Linked DNA regions of Mus musculus: region 2 is linked to region 1. A link is a contact called in public HiChIP or PLAC-seq data. All regions are on one chromosome and are shown on one strand. The core of a region is the stretch at or near the end of the contact, and the rest is flanking DNA. Distances in the headings are between cores, read along the strand shown.

Evidence for each region. HiChIP or PLAC-seq counts read pairs in DNA pulled down with a chosen protein or histone mark.
Region 2: an H3K4me3 HiChIP or PLAC-seq map of bone marrow-derived macrophages shows a contact between it and region 1, with 2.1 times the contacts expected there. The contact joins the enhancer-like site here to the promoter of Saal1 in region 1. A contact is called at or near these places in 8 of 39 promoter capture datasets (the HPC-7 cell line, cranial neural crest, frontonasal cranial neural crest and 4 more), 3 of 484 Hi-C or Micro-C datasets (liver, nephron progenitors and trophoblast stem cells), 6 of 115 datasets of contacts at active chromatin or transcription factors (bone marrow-derived macrophages, embryonic stem cells, intestinal villus epithelium and 1 more) and 5 of 9 other capture datasets (adipose tissue, embryonic stem cells, liver and 2 more).

Annotation. Positions count from the first base shown.
Region 1 is chr7:46,706,621-46,713,330 of GRCm38.p6, forward strand. Saal1 (serum amyloid A-like 1) reads right to left here and starts at 4,031. Exons shown (of 12, transcript NM_030233.1): 1 at 3,878-4,031; 2 at 2,244-2,357; 3 at 373-456. The coding sequence starts at 4,012. Saa3 (serum amyloid A 3) reads right to left here. Exons shown (of 4, transcript NM_011315.3): 3 at 5,969-6,107; 4 at 5,378-5,644. The coding sequence ends at 5,506.
Region 2 is chr7:46,891,556-46,898,265 of GRCm38.p6, forward strand. Tsg101 (tumor susceptibility gene 101) reads right to left here. Exons shown (of 10, transcript NM_021884.4): 8 at 803-1,005. Among named protein-coding and RNA genes, the nearest start is that of Tsg101, 25 kb to the right of the region's middle. Within about 2 kb of position 4,161, at least 5 of the 459 cell types and tissues checked have an H3K27ac peak or open chromatin away from gene starts, as enhancers often do. A contact at or near this core is called in bone marrow-derived macrophages, where this site is marked.

The sequences.
Region 1 (6,710 bases), core at 2,781-5,280:
AGTCAGCCCTGGACCAGGAAGAGCATGTAGGAAGTTCTCACAATCAGACAGTAGAAGTCCTGAGCGACAACGACCTTAGGATGTTTTTGGGCAGTGGAAAGCTTTGTGAGTGAAAGGACCAAGAGACACAAATGGTGGGCCAGCGCTTCCACTGTCCTTTGTTCTGTCACGCATTAGCAGCCTAGCGTGGCTGTGCCTAGCTGGTTTCCACGGCTGTTAAAACAAAGCATTGCTCTCCCTCATCTAGCCAAAATCTAAAATTCTACATATCTAGTCATTGCAAGGAGTGCACTACCTAAGAATGTTCAGTAAGTATAGGCACAGTGGCTTTGCTAATAAGCAAAGCAAGAGGAAAGGACTCTATATACTTACTCTTAATCGGGGACACGGGGATTTGGCCAGCACTCCCATGAATATGTCAGGAGCCTTAAATTCTTGGAGAAATAAAGCCACATCCTACAAACAAAAATGATTACCAAATTTGATGCTGAATCCTGTTCTGCAAACGGCACAGCTCAGACAACCCGAAAATTCTAATCTCATGCTGACTTCCTTTCCTCCACAAGGGAAATCTAAGGTCAGGAACTGTGCAAAATAGACAAAAGTGACAGAGGTGCCTTTGTGGTGCCTGGTCCACGACAGTGGAGTAATCCCATAAACCAATTGAAGCCAGACTGCGATGTCCCAGACAGCGGCCCCCCTTTATTCTGTACTGAACAGATTAGCCTAAATGGTCTCTTTTTCTGTCCAACTAGAATTCTCATTGACTTATTCAAAGACATTTGCTGACTGTCAGAAATGGGGGGGTGGGGGTGGGGTATGAGAAGTATGGGGAAAGAGTCAACTCCTAAATCTTACCCTGTTATAACTTAAAATTTGGGCTGGAGAGATGGCTCAGTGGATAAGAGCCCTGACTGCGCTTCCAGAGGTCATGAGTTCAATTCCCAGCAACCACATGGTGGTTCACAACCATCTGAAATGGGATCTGCTGCCCTCTCAGAGCATGCAGGTATACATGCAGATAGAGTACTCATACTTAAAATAAATATTTAAAAAAAAAAAAAAACTTCAAACTTAAACTTACAACTTAAAACTTAGATACATCCAATACAAGGAGTTAGATTTCCAAAATCCTTAATAGAAAAGGGGAAGGGGGTTGGTTTTGGTTTTGGTTTTGGTTTGTTGAGACAGGGTCTCTCTGTGTAGCTCTGGCTGTTCTGGAACTCACTCTATAGACCAGGCTGGCCTTGAACTCAGATATCCACCTACCTTCGCCTCTCAAGTGTGTATCACACCACCCGGCAACAAAACAAAATATCTGACTGCAGTGTGACTACAACAGCCTAAACTTCCTCCCTACAGATCTTGTTCCACCCATATCACCTAAAGAGGGCACACCAAACAGGTGACCCAAGAGTGCACATGGACCCCAAAGAGACGAATCTCACCTAGTAATGGAAGGCACAAAAACTAAATATACATGTGTCAGTAGCTCAGTATGAAATCATACTGCCTAGTGATGTCATAGCTGTCTTTTTTTTAATTAGATATTTTCTTTATTTATATTTCAAATGCTATCCCGAAAGTTCCCTATACCCTCCCACCCCCCACCCCCCGCCCTGCTCCCCTACCCACCACTCCCACTTCTTGGCCCTGGCATTCCCCTGTACTGGGGCATATAAAGTTTACAATACCAAGGGGTCTCTCTCGACTAGGCCATCCTCTGCTACATATGCAGCTAGAGACACGAGCTCTGGGGGTACTGGTTAGTTCATATTGTTGTTCCACCTATAGGGTTGCAGACCCCTTCAGCTCCTTGGGTGCTTTCTCTAGCTTCTCCATTGGGGGCCCTGTGGTCATAGCTGTCTTAGTTCACATCTATGTTAAATATACTATGATGTCCATAGGATGGAACTGTATATATGTTTAAAGTAATAGCTCCTGAGACTTCATACTCTGAACCACAAACTGGAGAGACTGCAATCACTGAATAGGCCTTTCCGCCAACAGTGGAGGAATGATCCTTTCTACTTATTTACTTATTTTATGTATATGAGTGTTCTATCTGCATGTATACCTCAAATCCCAGTAGAGATGGCTATGGGCCACCACGTGGTTGCTGGGGATTGAACTCAGGACCTCTGGGAGGGCAGATAGTCCTCCTAACCATGGAGCCATCTTTCCAGCCCCTTCATCACCTCCCCACTCTGAGTCTGTTCGGAATCTCACTTCCATCCGCATACCTCGTCCATGGACATATCCCAGACTCTGCAAATCTCATTCTCCATTTCTTCAGCAAGATCTGCCTGTTCTTCCTCATCAGCTGAGCCAGATGTGCCACTTTCAGGTGTGACAATCTTCAGAGACATAAAGGAAAAAAAAATCAGTTAAAATACTCATAGGTCTTCACTTAGATTAGATATTATCACTTAGAAGTCTCAATCTCTCAAAAGTATCTCCTCAGACAAAACAGTTTCTAAAACCTAAAGCCTTGTGACCAAGCCAACTCAGTCAGTCAACAGGTTCTCCAGGGCAGGAGTGAGGATTAAAAAGAAAAAAGACAGACAACATTGTAAGCATGACCCCCAGGCAGTTCTGAGGCTGCGGCAGGTTTATTTTTTCCCAATCTGCTTTTATATCCATTTTAATTACATGCAAATAATAAGGACAAGCGGCACAATAAACACAAATAGTCAAGGAACAAGCAAGGCAATAAACAAAGTCCCTCGATCACCCCTTTGATCACTGTTTCTAGGGGCTTATCAGGATGGCCAAGATATCTGAGCCTACTTCCCGGCCCCAGCCCAAAGTTATACTCATGCCTTCTTTGTTCTAGCCTAAAATTAGATTCCTGCCAGAACCAACTTCCTTGTCATGGCCCAGTATCAAATTCCTGCCAAGGGGTTCCAAAAGCTTTCCACAGTCTTAGATAGATCTACACATTAAACACTCTTCAAGTAAATACGGTCTGTGGGCACTGCAGCAGACAAATGAAAACAACAATATAACCCTTTTGGTTCCAAACGGTTTAGGATTAATGTAGGAAAGGCATGTAACCAGGCAATCACAACAGAAAGAGGCTGACTGTGCTGAACTGGTGAAAGAACTATGGGAGAAAAAATTAGGGACCAATGACCTACTCCTGGGAGAAGACACACATTTCTCTTAAAAGAAGAAATCTAAATCTATGGGAAGGTTAGGACTGTCCTGGGGAAATGAGGCAAGCATTCGGAGGTGACTACAAGTGCTCAGAAAGTATAAGACATGCTTGGAGATGGCCAACTGTCTACTGGTGATGGAACACAATGTACCGTAAAATGGCTGAAGAAGACACAACCAACCTTGGATCCCCAGTTAGGAAATAGAAAGTGTTCTCCTATGAGCAACAAGAACAACCTTTAAAAATAATAAAAAGGAAGGGTTTTTTTTTTTTTTTGGCAATGTAGAAAATGGCTTAGAGAAAACAGAAATTGGCGGTATGGACAGCAATGGGCAGAAAAACATCTATTGGCAGCCTCATTATAATCTCAACCTATACAAAATCTTGTTTACGATAATACTGATTATCTTGTTTTAATAGAAACTATGAAAGAAATGGAGGATCTGGGTTAAGGAGTCCCGTTTCCAGCATGGGATAAGCTCGCGTCTCGGAGATCAGGGTTGTCTGACTCCAAACTATGTATTCCACTAGAACAAGAGCCGACAAAACACGAATGGTAGGGTCTCGACTTCGTACGTGACAGTGGGGTTAGGAAGTAGAAGCCCAGTAAAGTACGTGCGCGGTGTGGTTCTGGCAAGTTAGTCCATCGGCACCCGCGAGCCTCCAGCATCCCGTCCACTCCCTGGGCACGGAGGGCGCCTGCGCGAGTCTCCGCACCTGGATGAGCCCGCTGAGGACGCCGAAGAGCCAGTGCTTGCTGTAGACCGTGCTCCCGATGCGGTCTCCCCCACCCAGGTCCTCTTCATCCTCCGAACCACAGGTAGGCGGCGGAGGAGACGGGTTTCGATCCATGCCGATGCGCGCCAACAGTACCGGAAGCCGCGGAGGAGGCGAGAGGACGCGCCAGAGAGCCCAAGGCACACGGCTCAGCTCCCACACAGCGCCCCCTGCCGTCAGGCTCCCGCGAGGTCCGGGAACCTGTAGGATCCATGGGGTCTTCTTCTCCACCCAGAGCTAGGAGTGAGCACAGAACACACACACACACACACACACACACACACACACACACACACACAGTAACTGCCATGTCCAGATATGTTAGCTATTCATTAGTGCTGATTTAAACCTTACATCAACTTCAATTTTAGCACGCACTTGTGGAGTTTTAATCTTTCTTTGATTTGATTCTTTGTTTGAGTCAGGGTCAAGCTATGTAGTCCAGGCCTGCTACTCGCCATCTTATGCCTCCACTTCCAGCAGCTAGAACTATAGGCAGGTGCCACGGTGCCCAGAAACTCTTGTTTGGTTGGTTTTTGTTTTTAATTCTTTTATCTGAGATTCATCCTAGTACACTGAAGTGTGCATACATGCTCTGCAAACTTACTTTTCTCTTAAAATCTCAGGTGCAGGAAGTTGAGTTAGCTGTGTCTCGTGTTTATGGAATCTTCTGAGTTATCACCCACTCAAGCGTCCCTGCTCCTTCTCTCACAGACTCACTTTTTATAACCAGAAAGTAGCTTTATTCATTTTTATTTTCTCTCCCCCCCCCATACCCCTTTCTGTTGACCTTGAATGAAAACACAGCTCAGTTCATGCTTCTCTAGTTACTCATAGGTAATCAACAGTCTTGTGTGATTTTCAACTATAACCTTAAAGACTTAGTTTAGTTAACCATGATGACTGCAAACCACCCAGCTTGGTGTTAAAGCCTTTCTACCCCAGGGGAAATGATTGCAGAATATGTCTTTTTTTTTCTGCAATTATTTTTTACAAAATGGGAGTGGCTGGCCCTTTTGAAGGGCTGAGATTATCTGCAGAGAGGCATCTAGAGTTGATGCTTTCTCAGTGGGAAGTGATTTTGCCATCAGCCTTTGTAAGTCGTATTTTACAGTGAGTCAGAACTTACTGATTTTTCTCTCGGGGAGGGCACAGGGGACTGAAAGCTGGGGCCTCACCTGTGCTTGGCAGTCATGCTTAGCACTGGGCCATAGCCCAGAATGCATTGGTTTTTATCTAGTTTTCAACTTCATAACTGAAACCATACACAGCGCTTTCTTGCTATCTCGTGTCATATTCCAATTCCATCTCTTCTTGTCTCTTTCTTTAAAAGAAAAGAAAAAGAAAAGAAAAGCAAGTGATGTCCCCTGCTAACCCACAGGCCCTCAACCCTCAGTGTGACTGCCCTGTGCTCTCAAAACAACAGTGACAGCGACAAAGTGCATTTCACAAGTATTTATTCAGCACATTGGGATGTTTAGGGATCCAGATTTTAGAAAATATCTCAACCCAGTAGTTGCTCCTCTTCTCGGGGGGCAGCATGACTGGGAACAACAGGAAGAGAAAACTCAGTATCTTTTAGGCAGGCCAGCAGGTCGGAAGTGGTTGGGGTCTTTGCCACTCCGGCCCCACTCATTGGCAAACTGGTCAGCTCTTGAGTCCTCTGCTCCATGTCCCGTGAACTTCTGAACAGCCTCTCTGGCATCGCTGTAATTAGGATGGACAAGAAGATTTTTAACCAAGCCCACAGGCAGTAGCTCCACCCTCAGGACTCTCTCCTCCTGGCTGTGAGGGGAGGGAGAGGCTGGTAGGACCCTGCCCAGGCTGTCAGCCTCACACTGGATGAGCAGCAGCAGCAGGAAGTGGGGGGGTCATCCACAAGCAATCACATGACCACCAACCCCTTCCAGTACTATGCACAGAAAAGAGGAAGATCGAGAGGTAACGGGTAGTATACACAGGTTGCAGAAGAGACAGCTCCTTCCTGGCTGTCCAAGGCAGTCAATCTCTGTTCACCCAGACCCGTGTTACCTGATGACTTTAGCAGCCCAGGCTCCCCCGGGACCCCTCCGGGCAGCATCATAGTTCCCCCGAGCATGGAAGTATTTGTCTGAGTTTTTCCAGTTAGCTTTCTTCATGTCAGAGTAGGCTCGCCACATGTCTCTAGACCCTGGAGAGGGAAGAGAGTGATGGCGGTGGTTGTGTTGAGGTAAAACAGAGGGCTACGACGTCTATCCAACTCATCCCAGCTTTTCCCAAAACCCACAGAAATGTTGCTAGCTTGAAATAAATAGTTCTTACTGCCCAAAGAAGTACATTGGAGCGGGTTTTATCCCAATGGACTCCCATCTTAGCTCTGTTGCTGTTTGTCTTTGTTTTTGTTTTTTTGTTTTGGTTTTTTCAAGACAGAGTTTCTCTGTAGCCCTGGCTGTCCTGGAACTCACTCTGTAGACCAGGCTGGCCTCGAACTCAGAAATCCGCCTGCCTCTGCCTCCCAAGTGCTAGGATTAAAGGCATGCGCCACCACTGCCCAGCTTTTTGGTTTGTTTTTGTTTTTTGTTTTGGTTTTTTCATGCTGTTTGTCTTTGGCTGTTCAAAAAGCGTGTAAGAAGAGGAGAGGTGATCTCTAGGGAGTGCGTCATCATATGACAACGGTCACCATAAGAAGCTCTCTCTGAAATGGTCCAGGGGAACTTCTAAGGTGTGAAATGAGATCGCTTCCCTTCCTCCTTTCCCCTCCCTCTGCTTCCGATCCTTTCCTTTCTCTTGTGTT
Region 2 (6,710 bases), core at 2,911-5,410, 190 kb after region 1:
GATGCTCATTTTATACACACACAGAGAGAAAGCCTGGAGAGGGAAGGGGCACAGGCTGTATTGATTTGAAGCTCTCAGGCCCTCAGATGTCTCTGGATGACAAAACCAAGAAGCTGCTGAGCCACATTTTTATTAGAGTGTGAGTGTGTGTGTGTGCGTGTGTGTACCCCGATATGGGTGCTGGACACTTAACCACTAAACCATCTCTCCATGTCCCTGAAAGGCACTTCTAATACTGACTTAAATGCTTAGAAATACAATTCTCTCTTAAGTGTATAGTTCAAGGTCCAAGTGTGTTTGCCATTCACAGAACTCTGTAATTCATATTCCCTGTGAAGTGGCAGCAATTCACCCTGGAAGAAGTGCAGTATTCTAGATAGCACTTTCCAGTGGAAGATCAATGAGGCTGCACTTGAGACCTTATGGCTATAGTATTTCCTCTAACTGATGACCTGCCTCAGCTCCTGAGAACTGAGATTATAGGTACATTCCAGCAATCCTGCTTAGAGAGCTCTGTTCACATACCTGAAGACAACTACTGTTCACTGAACTTTTACTTTACAACATCAAGGTTTGCACAGAACCCTTTGCCTTAGCTGTAATTCAACCCACGATGTTTTCAGTGCATTACTACTTTTTGTTTTTGTTTTTTTTTCTTTCGAGATGGGGTTTCTCTGTGTAGCCCTGGCTGTCCTGGAACTCACTCTGTAGACCAGGCTGGCCTCGAACTCAGAAATCCGCCTGCCTCTGCTTCTCGAGTGCGGGGATTAAAGGCGTGTGCCACCACGCCCGGCTTACTTACTACTTCTTGATCTAAGCGGGTGACCATCTCTTCCAGTTTCTGGTGGCCTTTTTTCAGATCTTCCTCTGTTCGTTTCAAGGCATTAAGCTCTGCCTGGGCACCATCCATTTCCTCCTTCATCCGCCATCTCAGTTTGTCACTGACTGCTGAGATGAGAGATGCACGGATAGTGTCCTCACTGATTGTGCCATCTCTGCTGGGACCTGCAGGAGATAATGCACAAACTCTGGACATGAAGGCTCAGGTAGGTGTTCGCCATTCAGAACCCTTGGACTTCCTCACAAACACTTAGCCAATTATAATCTGTATCCTTTTGCTGTAAGCAGCTGATTATAGTTTGAAGAGTTGTGTCAATCCTTCTACAGAACGCTAGAACTGAAGACGCACTTGGAACTGCTAAACTTAATTAAGACCACTGAGCACATACCATAAGCGGACAACCCTAGTTCAATTTCTGGAACCCAAGTAAAAAGCCTGATGCAGCAGCCCTCATCCAACACTCTTGTCTTGAGATAGGAGGCAGCAACTGAACTGCATGGAAGTCTATAGGCCAGCAGTAGAACCAAGAGAGATCCTGATTCAACAAGTGAAAATGAGAACCATCAAACTCTCACCCACCCCTTCTCTCTCTCTCTCACACACACATACACACACAGACACACACACACACGGGGGTGGGGTGGGGGTGGAGACAGGCAGTCAGGCAAACAGAGACAGAGAAATAGAGAGAGACAGAGACTTCACCATTCAAGACGGGTAGGAGACATTTTTTCAGCTGCTATCAAAGAGATGTATTCCACAAGCCCCGTTCATAGACTCATTCTGACTAACTGTTCAGGAGTTGGGAGAAACAGCTCTGTGGTTATAAGTGCCCATAATCAGGAAGCTCACAAAATCCTGTAACTCCAGTTACATGGTATCTGACACCCTCTTCTGGTCACCACGGGCACCTGGGCATCAGCACACGCGTGACATAAACACACACACACACACACACACACACACACACACACACACACACACACAAATAAATAAGTATAATAATAACCATAATGATGATGATGACAATAATAGGGCCTAACTATTCCGTCATCCAGACAAGATAAAGGCCATATTAAAATCTCTGGTTACTTACACTGTACTAATTAATAAAGTAGTTTTTAAAAAGGAAGAGGGGGCCAGGCAGTGGTGGCGCACACCTTTAATCCCAGCACTTGGGAGGCAGAGGCAGGTGGATTTCTGAGTTTGAGGCCAGCCTGGTCCACAGAGTGAGTTCCAGGACAGCCAGGGCTACACAGAGAAACCCTGTCTCAAAAAATCAAAAAAAAAAAAAAGGAAGAGGGAGGGTAGAAAGTAAATGACTGTGCTCACAGAAGGCTTGGAATCGCTAGACCTTCAGTTTTTAGGTGCGTCAGTCTTTCAGTAGCAAAAGCATGGAGTTCTCTGTGGAATCTTAAACTGTCAGATGTTGTGACATTCAGCCTAATAACAATAAATAAAATACAAACAAAAAAGCCTGCCCCCCAAAACAAAACAAGACAAAAAGGAAGAGGGACTGGAGAGATGGTTCAATGGTTAAGAACACTTCCTTCTCTTATAGTGGCTCCATGTTCAGTTCCCAGCATACACATGGCAGCTCAGAGTGCCTGTACCTTCAGTTTCAGGCCATCTGCCCTCTGAGCTCCTATCTGCTCTTGGTGCACACAGACTCACACAAAGCAAAAAAAACACGCATCACCTAAAAGGGGATACTTCCTACAAGAGATCAGAAGACCAGCGAAGATGATGATCTTACTATGTGCCCATTCTGACAAAGATACATAAGGAATAGAGTTTATACTTGTCTTTAAAAGACCCCAGTCTACAATAACCCATATGAAATTCTATTATGTTTATCTGATGCAAAATGCTGTTGTCCCCATGATCAGGTACCCAGATGATAACAGCAGCACTCCCCGTTTCATTTATCCGTGTTGTAGAAGTTATCTGAACAACAAAACTTAAGGGTCTTTTTATGTGAGCTTTCCATACACAAGCGCACCAACACATTTGGTTAAAGTCACCTTATCTGGTCTAATGGATCATGTCACACTGATGTTAAATTCAAATCCCTAAAGAATACACATTTAGTTTTAGAATTTATATAGTTCTTATAAACTAGGTCAAGGGCATTCTCCATAAGGTCCATATAGAAATACAAAAGACCACAAGAAGCCCACAGCATCCTGAGCATAAATACAATGCTGGCATCACACATTTCAAGTCATACTATAAAGCCAGGGGCATGCAGAATAATGGAACAAAGTGGAGAAGCCAGAAATAAGCTCAAGTATTCTACCATGTGATTTTTACTAAAGATGAAAGTCATGAAAACCCAAAACTTCCAATGTAGAAGACCGAAATTAGGTACCTATCTCTTATCTGAAAAAAATCTAATAAACAGAATCAAAGACTTTAAGACTCTAAACTCTGGAATTTCCAACAGCATAACAGCATATTGAGGAAAGACTTAAAGGTCCAGGAGTACCCAGTGACTTTCTGAATCTGATCTCAACAGCTCAGTTAATACCACCTGACAAATGGGACTGCATCAAATTAAAAAAGTTCTGCGCAAGAGAGTAGACAGCCCATAGAACATAAGGAAGTCCCTGTCCACTCTAGTTTACGTAGCATCTATAAAGTCTGTGGGAGGCTAATTCCAACGGAACCGTGGATGTAGCTCTCCTGGTTAATCTAGATTAGGTCAGCTAAGGTGGGAAGACCTAAATGTGAGTGCCACCACTCCATGGGTTAGGGTCCTTGGCTGAATAACGAGCTGCTTGGCTGCAGATGCAATGTGACCATCTGTCCCCATATTCTCACTACCCTGATTTCCCCGGCAAGATGGACACTACCCCCAAACTATGAGGTAACTATACCTTACATTCACTTTGTCAGGCCCCCTGTTCAGTTACTAGGAAAGTAGCTAATATGATAGCGCAGCCGATAAGGGTGCTTGCCTGGCTTACCCCTGGGTGGATCCCTGCTAGCTTTCGAACTAGGCATGGTGGCAGACATCCTAGCCACATTGCACAAGTTTGGTTCCCAGTACCCATATCAGGTGGCTCCTGGGCACCTCTAAGCCCATTTCCAGGAGTTTCCATGTCTGCTTCTGGCCTCCACAGGTACCTACATATACATGGTACATACAAAATAAAATAATACATAAAAAGTAAAACAAAGCCTTAAATAAGGTTATGCAATAAGCCTAGGTTAAGAAAAAAGTGTTATAGAAGGTATTACACACACACACACACACACACACACACGTACACGTCACGTTTTCTCTCACATATGGAAACTAGACTATCAAGAAAGAGGAAGTGAGCCAGACAGTGGTGGCACAGGCCTTTAATTCTGGCACTTGGGAAGCAGAGGCAAGTGGATCTCTCTTGAGTCTGAGGTCAGCCTGGTCTTCAGAGTGAGTTCCAGGAGAGACAGGACTACACAGAAAAACCCTGTCTTTACCCTTCACCTGCCAGAAAGAAAGAAAGAAAGAAAGAAAGAGAGAGAGAGAGAGAAAGAGAGAGAGAGAGAGAGAGAGAGAGAAAGGAAGAAAGGAAAAAAGAAAGGAAGGAAAAAAGCACTTGGGAAGCAGACAGGTGTCTGTGAGTTCGAGGCCAACATGGTACCCCTATATCAAAAATCAAAACAATCTGAAATGGAAAATCCCAGGGTTTTTGAAGTAGTAGAAATGATGGGGCAGGAGAGACAGCTCAGGGGTTTGGAAAACTCACTGCCCTTACATGAAATCTAGGTTCAATTCTCGGGACTGATGTGGCAGTCCACAGCCACCTGTGCCTCCAGCCCAAGGGCCTCTGTTCCCTCATATGAATGAAAATAATCTTAAAAAATCCCAAACATTCTGAATTTTAATCCAAAATTCAGTGAGCTGCTTTCCACTGAAACACGAGAGAAGAACTGCTTTAAGAGTCTAAGCTTTTAGACATCACACTATTTGTTAAGTGACTGAAGAGAAATCCCATATTCTCCATATCTACTATATACTGAGCAAATCTGTTATATCAAGTCCCCACACAATGACAATTACCCAAGCAAGCAGAAGTAGATTTCAGAACTGTGGAGTGAAAAAGGTCAAAAACTTTGTAACTATGGGCTTTTCTACCAGTGCCCCCAATTCTCAAATAATGAATCTGAGAGTAAACTCTTTATGAATAAATGCCTAGGCCATGAACTTGGGCTTGCTTCCTGACTAACTCCTTAATTAACCCCTTTATTCTATTCTGTGAGTGCCACATGGATGGTGACTCCTCAGTTTCATGCATCTGTCCCTGCAGAGATCGTGGTCATCTTCCCATGCCGGACTCTATCTCAGAGTTCCTCTCTCCCTATCAGAACACCCACCTCTTATTTCCTGCCTCAATTAACAGGCCATTGGCTTTTTATTGTAGGTGATGCTTCCACACAGTACACGCAATTCTCTCTACAAAACTTTAATATCTGCTCAAAACATGTCAGATGGTATCCATCACCAAATTTAACCCTTAGAAAATAAGACATAATTTTCCCAGTGTTAGGGAACAGAAAACTCATCAAGTAATTAGGTCAGTCTTGCAATCACCTTAACATACGATAAATGAAATGACCTCACCAAGCTCTCTGACAGTACTTACTGACCTCTAGTTCCTATAAAAGACACCATTTCATATTGAATGATTATTCATAGTGAGTGAATCTATCATTAGCCTATCAGAAAACATGATAAACGGTAGCTTTTCTAATATTTTATTATTCTATGTTTTAAATTTTATGAGTATAGGTGTTTTGTCTGCAGAGGCCAGAAGAGGATGTGAGATTTCCCGGAACTTGAGTTACAGACAGTTGTGAGCCACACATGTGTGCTGAGAATGAATCCTGGGTCCTCTGGAAGAACAACCAGTGCTCTTAACCACTGATTGATTATCTCTGCCCTGACTTTTCTGAGTTTTAACCCTTAACCCCTGGTCCACAAAACTGGCTCTCAACCTTTTCTCAAAAAGTAGAGTATAAATTGAAGACACCCAAGCCGATCTCTAGTCTTCCTTCATACATCTGTATACACATATGAAAGCATACACACAGGAACATACATACATACATACATACATGTTTAAAAAAAAAGACAAATAATACTTTTAGACTGGAACTGACAGTAGGCAGAACCTGCTGGAAACAAAGCCAAGGGTAAGTGAAGACACTAGTCACTGTACAGCAACCATGGAGCCTGAGTTATCACAAACTATCTGCTCAAAAGTAGGTCAAACCACGAGGATTACTTTTTTATATAACAACAACATGAAAGGTCAGTTTCTGACATAGGAGCAAACCTTCCAAACAACTGCATACACAGAATCTTCATGTATGGTACTTGGCAGGGTGCTAATGAGGGCTCTTAGATGGGCTCAGGTTTGACAGTGTGCCAGCTTTATGTAAGCAATAGGCTCTAGCTCAAAAAAACAAAAAACCAAAAACCAAAAACCTTATGTGATCACAGTAAAGCAAAGTGAAGAAAGCTACCAACAACACACCACAGGAGACTCCACTTACTCAAAATCCTCAATTTTCAAAAATAGCCAATAGTTTAGCAGGAGGCTAAGGACTCAATAGACCACTACCTACTAGTGTGTTATTGTCAGGTCCAGTCTTGTGCAGGCAACCACAGAGCAGCTGCTCTGCAGTCATGACTGAAACCATTGGGTCACAGGTGATCTGTTTTTATAAACCATGGTAAGTATTAGCTGATGTGGCTACTCTTCAAATCTCAAGTCAAATCTAACTTTAAATGTATCATTTTCCACAAAAGCTCATTTTGAGGATAAATGGAAAATTTCTAAGCTATAAAATTCTTCAAAACTAATGTTCTGAAGTG